Linked DNA regions of Mus musculus: region 1 is linked to region 2. A link is a contact called in public Micro-C data. All regions are on one chromosome and are shown on one strand. The core of a region is the stretch at or near the end of the contact, and the rest is flanking DNA. Distances in the headings are between cores, read along the strand shown.

What was found. Hi-C and Micro-C count contacts between places; a contact is called where the count stands out from the background.
Region 1: a Micro-C map of palatal mesenchyme shows a contact between it and region 2, with 2.3 times the contacts expected there. The contact joins the promoter of Snrnp48 here to the enhancer-like site in region 2. A contact is called at or near these places in 13 of 39 promoter capture datasets (the 3T3-L1 cell line, the HPC-7 cell line, cranial neural crest and 8 more), 74 of 484 Hi-C or Micro-C datasets (B cells, the Ba/F3 cell line, the C10 cell line and 44 more), 3 of 115 datasets of contacts at active chromatin or transcription factors (effector CD8 T cells, extraembryonic endoderm stem cells and regulatory T cells) and 2 of 9 other capture datasets (embryonic stem cells and liver).

Annotation. Positions count from the first base shown.
Region 1 is chr13:38,202,198-38,207,332 of GRCm38.p6, forward strand. Snrnp48 (small nuclear ribonucleoprotein 48 (U11/U12)) reads left to right here and starts at 2,742. Exons shown (of 9, transcript NM_026382.2): 1 at 2,742-2,931. The coding sequence starts at 2,776.
Region 2 is chr13:37,974,575-37,979,377 of GRCm38.p6, forward strand. Ssr1 (signal sequence receptor, alpha) reads right to left here. Exons shown (of 8, transcript NM_025965.4): 8 at 1-4,803. Among named protein-coding and RNA genes, the nearest start is that of Gm52041, 11 kb to the left of the region's middle. Within about 2 kb of position 2,322, at least 2 of the 459 cell types and tissues checked have an H3K27ac peak or open chromatin away from gene starts, as enhancers often do. A contact at or near this core is called in palatal mesenchyme, where this site is marked.

The DNA of each region.
Region 1 (5,135 bases), core at 1,492-3,991, 230 kb after region 2:
AGAGTAGAAAAGATCTCCCTCATGAAATCGTGGATGGGGAGAACTGGAGCAGACAATACCTCCACGGAAATCCCTCAAATAAAGGAGATTCTCTGACTTTTAGTTTGGGAGAGTTGGCATGACATTCTACATCGTATTATTTAATCTGACTTGGCTTACATGCCAAGGAGCCAGGTACTGGGTAGAACCATAAATTTACCTTGCAGATATGGGCGTGGGAGGGGGTTAGGTTGGCTTGCTTCCAGCTCGTCTGCTGTGTGCTCTAACCTCCACAGCAGGCATTTATCAGCTGCAGCCAGAATTCTGGGAATTCTTGGGAAGGGGCAGGGAAGGGACACAGTTAGCTGGTCTGTAATCTAACACCTACCATTTGGCTATGAAACTAAGATAAAAGGGACAGCATGAGAGGAGTGTGACTAATGGCTCTAGAACTCAACCCTGGCTGTCTTTTGACTGCTGCCATGTTTTCTTCATAATAGTCATTTCTTATCGGTTAGTGACTAAAGTTACTATTTCTTCTTCTTCTTCTTCTTCTTCTTCTTCTTCTTCTTCTTCTTCTTCTTCTTCTTCTTCTTCTTCTTCTTCTTCCTTTAAATTAAAAGGTGGGAACTATGCCATTGGAAATGATTGGCAGCCAAAATTTCCCTTTCTATTTCTTCCACTGGTGGTAAACGATGTGGGGAGAGAAGCAAAGATCTGATATGGAGGCAAATGTGATTCAGTTCTAGGGATCAAAACAATACAGGAAGATTAAATGTGGAGTCGTACAAGGGAAGAGATACACTTGTGTATAAAGCAAAGTGCATGACACTATAATAAAAGAGCTGTGTCAAAGACATGGGGGATGGAAGAAGATGACTTCCACTGGCCAAATTCAGACAAATTTGGATAGTAACAGGAACTATTATGATAATGAAATAATAATGCTCAATTTTAAAACTTAATTCATTTCCCCTCCCCCTCCCCCCAGCCTCAGCACCCCCACCCCCACCTATGAATTAAGTTTTAAGATGTGAACAGAACACTATACTATGGTGGTTAGTGTTAACTGTGAAGCTGACAAAATCTAGAATCGCCTGAGTTGGGCCTCTGAGTATGCCTGTGACAATAGTGTTTTTTTCATGTGATTTTTATTATGAACATGTAGCGTGTGTCTTTATTAGCAATGACCTTTCTTTAGATAAGCACGCCGTGATCATCCATAAGGTTTCTGCTTCTGACACACTTGTTATTAAATTGGTTATTTGACACAACCACATGGTGAGTTCCAGGATGACTCATAAACCTGCTTTTGATAATTTTATTATAAACAAAAATGTTTATATTTGGTTTTTATTGAATTGAGCTTATCTATATCAAATTCCCCTTTTAGAAAAATGACTGCATAGCTAACTGCTACTCTGGCAACAGGCATCCATGTGGTACACAGACATATATGCAAAATATCATAAAATGCACTTTTTACATGAAAAATATTCAAGACAGCATGTTACTACCTGAGAGTTACAGTATTCTATGTTGTTAACAGGATGCTTTACAAACTGTTAAACTGTCACTGAACTAACATTTAGTCTCAGTGAATACAGTGTGGCCAATGACCACCTAGTGATTTCGAATTCAGGACCACCACTCTCAGGAGGAGAAGCCAAATGTAACTCAGACAGGAATTTGGTCTCTTAGATACCCCAGCACAGTCTCTCTCTCTCTCTCTCTCTCTCACACACACACACACAACAGGGTTTCTCTGTATATCCCTGGCTGTCCTGGAACTCACTTTAGACCAGGCTGGCCTCGAACTCAGAAATCTGCCTCCCAAGTGTCTGCCTTCCAAGTGCTGGCCAAGAGCCTGGCTCTCTCTCTTCCTTCCTTCCTTTCTTTCAAAGATTTATTTATTTATTATATGTAAGTACACTGTAGCTGTCTTCAGACACACCAGAAGAGGGCATCAGATCTCATTACGGGTGGTTGTGAGCCACCATGTGGTTGCTGGGATTTGAACTTCGGACCTTCGGAAGAGCAGTCGGGTGCTCTTACCCACTGAGCCATCTCACCAGCCCTCTTCCTTTCTTTCTTAAAGATATATCTATCTATCTATTTATCTAATGTATAGGAGTACACTGTAGCTGTCTTCAGACACACCAGAAGAGGGTATCAGATCCCATTTTAGATGGTTGTGAGCCACCTTGTGGTTCCTGGGAACTGAACTCAGGACACCTCTGGAAGAGCAGTCAATGCTCTTAACCAGTCCTGTTCTAAATTAAGAAATAATAACCAATTATAGCCAATTGGTTAAAACATAATAAATTGCTTTAAAAAGAATTTGAAGAGCCGTTTCAGGAATTTTCTGTTTGATCATGCATTGTGATTATGTAGGAAAATGTTCTGAGGATGTGCATAATAGCATTTGGGATAAAGAATCTAGAAGTAATTGTAAGAGGGAAAACGCTAATGAGCTGGAGAAAGGCTACACTGACACTTTCTGTGTTGTTCTTTAAACTTTCCTGCCGATATAAATAATTTCTCCTAAAAACATCGAAGGAGCAGCGGAATGATGCTCAAAGCTGGGACGCAAGTTCTAACCTGCTACGCAAACTAAACCCAGAAGAGCGTGGAAACACCTTTCAAAACTACCGCTTCCGCCCTGCCCGTCGGCTCTTCCCGATAGGCTGGCGCCATCCCGGGGCCCCGCCCACGGCTCCCAGAAGCCCGTGCGCGCCCAGAAGCTCGTGCGCGCCCAGCAGTTCCGCCTCTTCCTGCCTGAGGTGAGCTGCCATCATGGAGACCGAACCTCCTCCTCTGGAAGAGCGGCGTCGGCTCCAGGAGGAGCTGAGCGAGTTTGTGGAGAGCTGCTGCCGGACGCTGGAGGAGGTGACGGCGTCCCTGGGATGGAGCCTGGATCAGCTGGACCCCGGGGACGAGGCGGAGGCCGAGGTGAGGGGCGAGGTTGCCCGGCCTTTCCCGGGCCGCTGACTTCTCGCCGTGGGAAAGGCGCCCGGGGAGCCCACTTCTCTCCATCCCGGTGCGATGCAGGGGAGGACAGGGCTCGTCCGGTGCATATCCCGGGGGCGCTGCTGCTGAGGTTGGCGATTTGCTTCGTCATGATATAAGGATTCTGCATTGCGTTAGATTCAGTGTTCACTTTTCTCTATCTTAAACCCGGACGCTTCCCACTCGGACAGGACCGATTGTGGGACGATTAAAGGGCGCCACCAAGGAATGGTAGCTAGTAGCGGACCCCTAAGGAGTGTATTAGAGTGAATTATCCTGACTTATTTAATAGGTGCAGGATAGAGGGAATTTGCGTTGCGCGGTGATTTCTTATACCCTCTTCATTTACTATGATGCAGTAACAAGGTTTAAGTCATATGTCGATGGAAATATTTAAGATATATGCAATTTACGTACAAGCTAATCACCATTGTCTTAAAATTGAAGTGGAAATTGGAAAGAAAAAAAACCCTTCATTGTACCTTTACAAGTATATTTGGAGTTGTGAATTAACCAATATAGTTCATGGCTTAAAGCCTAGTAACGATGCTGTAAAAATGGATTTGGGGGACAACTGAAAAAGTTTGAGGTATGAATTGATAATTTTATGAAATTTCCAGACCATTGAGAATGGAGGGCCCCACCACTCCTTCATTTATTATCGAGATATTAGACAACATCGTGATATTAACACTTAACACGTTCTAAATGGCACTGCGTTACTTCATTTAAAATTCGTATCCCAAGGAGGCTAGAATAATTGGCAGCATTTTACAAATGAAGAAACAAAAACATCCCAGTGGGATTGGCAACTGGGACTTGCAGGCCTTCTGATTTCTGAGGTGTATTTTGCTTAACCGCTATATGAAAGTCCATTGTAAAACTCCCAGATTATCCAGTAAACCGTGAAGTACATGATTATCTGATACTCACTGTTGTAACTGGCTTAAAAAATCTGGTAAATGACATTGATAGTTTTGAGACTAGTCCAGATAATTAATCAATTTCCATGTTTCATGTGCACTTGTAGAGTTTGTCATGGTAACAGTGGGGGGAGGGGTAAAGAAATGACAGCTGTTATTGTGTGGCAAAGTCTGTAATGGGGGGAGTTGAAATTTTTGTAGTACTGGTTATTATAGACTATGATGGGTCAGAAAAAGCATCTAGAAAAGTATATTCTTTAAAATCTGCGTGGGGCTAGGCTAGAGAGATGGCTCAGCGGTTAAGAGTGCTGGTTCCTCTTCCAGAGGTCCTGAGTTCAATCCCAGCAACCACATGATGGCTCATCAAACCCTATGGGATTTGATGCCCTCTTCTGGTGTGCAGGTATACAGGAAGAACACTCATATACATAAAATACCTAAATGAATAAGCCTTTAAAAAACTTATGGGGGCTGGTGAGATGGCTCAGTGGGTAATAGTACCCGACTGCTCTTCCGAAGGTCCAGAGTTCAAATCCCAGCAACCACATACATGGTGGCTCACAACCATCCGTAACAAGATCTGACGCCCTCTTCTGGAGTGTCTGAAGACAGCTACAATGTACTTACATATAATGAATAAACAAATCTTAAAAAAAAAAAACAAACTTATGGATATGTGTGGGGGTATGGCCTGGGTAATGGGTCCTCAACTTTTACCTTGTTTCGGGTCTCTTGTTGTCTTGATATTGCCATCATCATTCTAGCTGGCCTGTGAGCTTCTGGCTATTTTCCCTTCTATCTTCTATCTCTGTGGGAACAATGAAATTGCAGGTGCATATTAACCATACCCATTTTTTGCATGGGTTCTAAGGATTTGAACTCCAGTCCTTTTGCTTCTTTTACTGAGACATCTCCCCAGCCCTGACCAAAATAACAACAACAACAACAACAACAACTGAGTAGAATTAGTTAGGTCAAGCACAGAGAAAGCATCAGCAGACCTAGAAGTCCTGGCTTAGATGATAAGATTAGAGAGCCTCAAGTGCTTAAGGATGGTTAGAACATGAGGAGGAGAATTGCTTGTAGCCCCGCCTTTGCTCCATGATCTAAATGGGAAGTACAATGGTAGCAGGTAGGGGCTGTATAGGTTATAAGGAGCCTTATAAAGGCCCTTGTCAGGCACATTGGAGAATCTTGTTTTCTGTTTGTTTGCCTTTTTATGAA
Region 2 (4,803 bases), core at 1,072-3,571:
ATATGAAGAACCTGATTGTGGATAAACTTTTCATTAGTGGTCATAGCTTTAGACCTAGGTGCCTTCTAGTTTCCACGGGGACAGATCACACCTCAACAGCTTTTCATTCAGCTTCATGGCTAATGAGTTCAATACTAGGAATTTTTATTCATCTTACAAGGAATTATTTCAACCATATATATATGAAGTGCTGTTCTGAACCACCCAATATGGGTGTTAGGAACTGACTCGGGTCCTCTTCAAGAGCACTAAACGCTCTCTGAGCCCTCTTTCCAGCCCCACCTAAGTATTTATGAACCATGCCAGTCCCCTGGCAAAAAATGACAAGTGAAAACGAGCCTGCATTTTCTAATGAGGGTATGTGAAAGCCAGAGGACAACCTTGGGTGACTGCCACCTTTGAGGCAGGGCTGGCCAACAAGTCCAGGGAGGCTCCTGGCCCCTCTACTTCCCCAGAACATGGTACACCTGGCATTTGCACATGGGTTCTGGAGACCAGCCCCAAATCCTCATGCTTGCAAGGACATTGTCAACCGAGCTACTACGCTCCCAGTCCTTGTCTTTTTTATTATATTTTATTTTGTCATGCTTAGTTGTTATCTTTTAAGGATTTATTTATTTATATGAGTACATTGTAGCTGTCTTCAGATACACCAGAAGAGGGCATCAGATTCTTTTATAGACAGTTGTGAGCCACCATGTGGTTGCTGGCAATTAAACTCAGGACCTTTGGAAGAGCAGTCAGTGCTCTTAACCACTGAGCCATCTCTCCAGCCTTCTGCCCCCCTCCCAAGTTCTTGTCTTGAACTCACTATATTCCAGGGTCTCACTATGTAGTTCTGGCTGGTCTAGAACACACCAAGTAGAGCAGGCTGACCTCAAACTAAGACTCACCTTGCCCTGTTGCTTCTTTAGGTAGGAACAGGTTTCAACCTAAGTGTGACAAGACCGTACACAAGACTCAGGGCTCACAATGGGGCAGAGGGAGATATGCTAATGGGAGGACAAACTGTCACGACCACCTACAGAAGTCCATCTAGGGGAAAACACAGGCACGAATTACCTGTGCCTTCAACACCAGAGAGCTATCCTCTGGGCTTTCCAGATGCACTGGAGTTTCTTTGTGATGTCTTACTGTGCCTAAAGAAAACCCAAACTGAATAGAAACTAAATCAGAAGTCTTGTAACCCCAGACCTGAACCAACCCCAACCTGCCTGTATAATACACTCCATCTCTAACATGAATATGGGTATTTCAGCTTAAACACAAAATCCAATCAAACAATCCAAACATACTGGTTTCTGTTTTTGAAACGGGAACTTATGATGTTGCCAGGCATCTGTCTCCGTGTTCCCTCTACCTCAACCTTCCCAGGGCTGGGATTACAGGCATGAACCACCACACACTGCCACATGTTTGTAAAGAACATGGCTGTTTTAATAGGGAGACATATAACATATATTATTTAATGAAGATTTAATGGGGTGTTGTGGTTAACGAATAAAAATTAAATCTCCTATTCAAGTAATTCTACACATACACACACACACACACACAGAGCTAAGTACAGAGATGCACAATGCATTTCCCACAGTGCCCATGAGCTAGGTGGTAAGCGTGTTCAATGTGTGCATGGTACAAGCACATCTGTATATTCAATACCAATACCATCTCTACTTTATAGCTGCTGGATTCTAGAAAATAAAGATTTGTAAGCTGCCTAAATGCTTGGTTTTGTAAAATTTCTGAAATGATGTATGCGTGAAAGGAAAACACACTAAGGTTTTTTGTTTGTTTGTTTGTTTGTTTGTTTAAAAGCCACTTCTGAAGCCACATTTAACAGTTAGGCTCCAAGTCACTTCAATTCAGTGGCTCTTTTCCATGTACAGAGGACAACGCGCCTGCCCCAGGGAGCTGTTGTAAGGAGTCATAAATAGGAGGACACCGCAGAACACAGCTCAGGACTCACGTTTAACAAACCAGCTTCCCTTCCCACTTTCTTACAACGGCGACTGACTGCAGGGTCCCCAGCCTCAGTGTGTGTGTTCCCACCCAATTCTAAAATCCAGAAAGACTCCCAGCACTTCAGAGAGAATCAGTCTAGTTTTGTGTAAAGGAAAAAGGGACAGAACCAAGCAGACATCAATACAATTAATGCCCTGAACCAACTATTGCTCAGCTACCTGCAACTGCTGAGTCCTGTGCACCCTAGCAAGTACTTTGCAGAGGCGAAACCTCGCATCTATCATCCATCACAAGCATACAAGCACACCGCTAACAAGAAATGAGAACCAGCTGCTCCTCTCTGAACCGAGTAAGGATTTACTTAGGAAACACAGGCCAAGTTCACGGACTCGTTACATGGCTGCCGATGCTACCCAACACCACGGAAGTAAAGTACCTCAACTCTACCTAATTTAACTCTACTTCATTTAAGCTAACAATTTTGGAGCTCAAAGAAAAATCAAGGATCTAGTCTATCACAGTCTTGATGAGGGCATATACACTGTTCTGAGTTAAACTGTAATGATTTCACACCATACTGAAGGAATTCAAGGTTGTAAGACCCCAAATAAACACAAACAAAAGTCGTGGGTCAAATGCACCCTCAAGCTCACCGTCCTTTCTATCAAGAGCAGGAAGGCCTCTGCACACTGCAGGAAGGGCGTAACCACACCTCCACCTCCACTCTCAGTGTTCTAGTGCTCACTGCTCTAATGATGATGCCAGGCTGATGCCTACCAAGTTCCACTTTCTGACGTCACTGCTACGTCTCATTTCTACCTGATTCTTCCCCCGTAGCCTTTTATACTGAGCCTCACTCACTTCTCCTTTCCAAACCTCTCAGGCCAAGCTTTGGCGGACAGCTCCCTTACTACACACAGCACATGATCCAAATGATGAAGCCATACAACCTGAGCTAGCGGGTCCGCGCTTTAGTCCACTCTTCTCAATGTCCAGTGACAGAGTTTGATACTCGTGATCCTTACATTCACTTGACAGATTCTAAAGCCAACTTGTTCAAAAGATAAATTCTGAAAACAATGTTCATGATGTAAATGACTATATTGAAACAAAGAAAAGCTTCATCCAAGTATTTACATTTTTAAAAAAAGACATTTAAAAGTAGACTACTTATTAAGTGTGCTTGAACAAACCATGTGTGGAATTGAATTCCATTCATTATGGAGTTAGTTTCTGCTAAATACTTACTGATGCTATAGTAGACGCCTGGCACCTGAAGACTCAAGTTGTCAACTGTTCCCAGTCTACACTAAGAAGTAATACATCCTACACTCCCAAGGCTCTAATTCGGACCTCAGACACACAGAGCTGGACTATAAGGCAGTTACTCAGGGATGACGACGTGGCAGCTTTTAAGTGTAGTAGTCCCTCCACCTCCCCATGTTTTATCAGGTTTTTAGTTAAACACTATGGGCCATTTAAAGGTTTTAATTACTTATACCTTACTGTAGTATGTTACAGTAGCTTACCAAATTTAGATATTCAGAGGTTTTGGAAAATGTTTTTTTGAGAATGAGAAGGGTCCCCTATATTACATTAAGTAAAAAAACCATACAGTTCTGTAGGCCTCAAAATAAACAGATTATACAGCTCAATTAAAAACCACACACATTATATTACATACAAAGTTTACAGTCCAGAAATGCAAATACAGGCAATTTGACATTTCACCCCCTTTTGCAAAGTGATTAACAATTACAGAAGACACAGAAAACCTTCAATCATTATTGGCTTTGGCTTACACGTTAAACAGCTTATAAGTTTGTTTCTGTGTGTGTTTTATTTTGTAGCTTTCCTTTAGCTGTGTGTGGAAGGGATTGGACCACAAGAAAACAAGAATGAAAAAGGTCAGGAATAGAAAAGCTACTGAAATTACCACTTCCTTATAATACACGCAGGCAGAATATGGCTTCAAAGACAGAGGGAAGGAAGCCTCTTACAAGTCCCATTCAACATTACTGTAACTTCTTGTAAGTGTGACAACAATGCCAAGTGAAGTCGCTAGGTCAGGCAGGGATGACTCAAGTCAACTTATCAAACCCAACTTAATTTTGGTCTTGAAATCTTAAGTGCTTGAAGTTTGGGAATTTTTCATATTAATAAAGGCAAAAAAGTAGGTCAGCATTCAAAACTCCCCAGAGATGGGGTCAAAGGATAAACCTTGTAGCCGCTTTAAAGCTTTCCAATTAAGATCTCTGGAGATCAGGGTTAATTAAAATGTATTCCTGCTCCTAAAATGTGATCCCTTGGATTATAGACCGTGACAATTTTTTTCTTAAAATTCTATCTACTAAGAACAAATGTCTGTTTAAAGCCAACAACAAACAAGCAAAGCAAAGAGGCCACCCCAGAGGCTCCAGGCCACCCCGAGGCTCCCAGGCCACGTGGACAATGGACAACCCAACAGTCCAGTCTGCACAGACAGACAATTCTTTGTTAAAAACCAAACAAAAACAGGCATAGAATTAAGATTTATATACTAGTGTCAGTAGAATTGTCAGGCTTCACTATTTTGTTGCTAGTGATTCCAAAATTCCTTGACTCCATTGTTAAGTTCCTGAAGGGTGCACACAGCAGACAGCAGAAACTACCCAGCATGCCTCTGATGCTCACAGCAGCCACCCCTGCTGTGCAGTTAGATACAAGCTGGGACAGACAGCAAGCAGAAGGCCGGCTTGTGCCCTCAGTTTGGATTTGATCGATTCCAAGAAATAAACAAATTATTCCCTCAAAACAATTCACCTAAAACCACACTGGGAAAAAAATATTAATTGAACT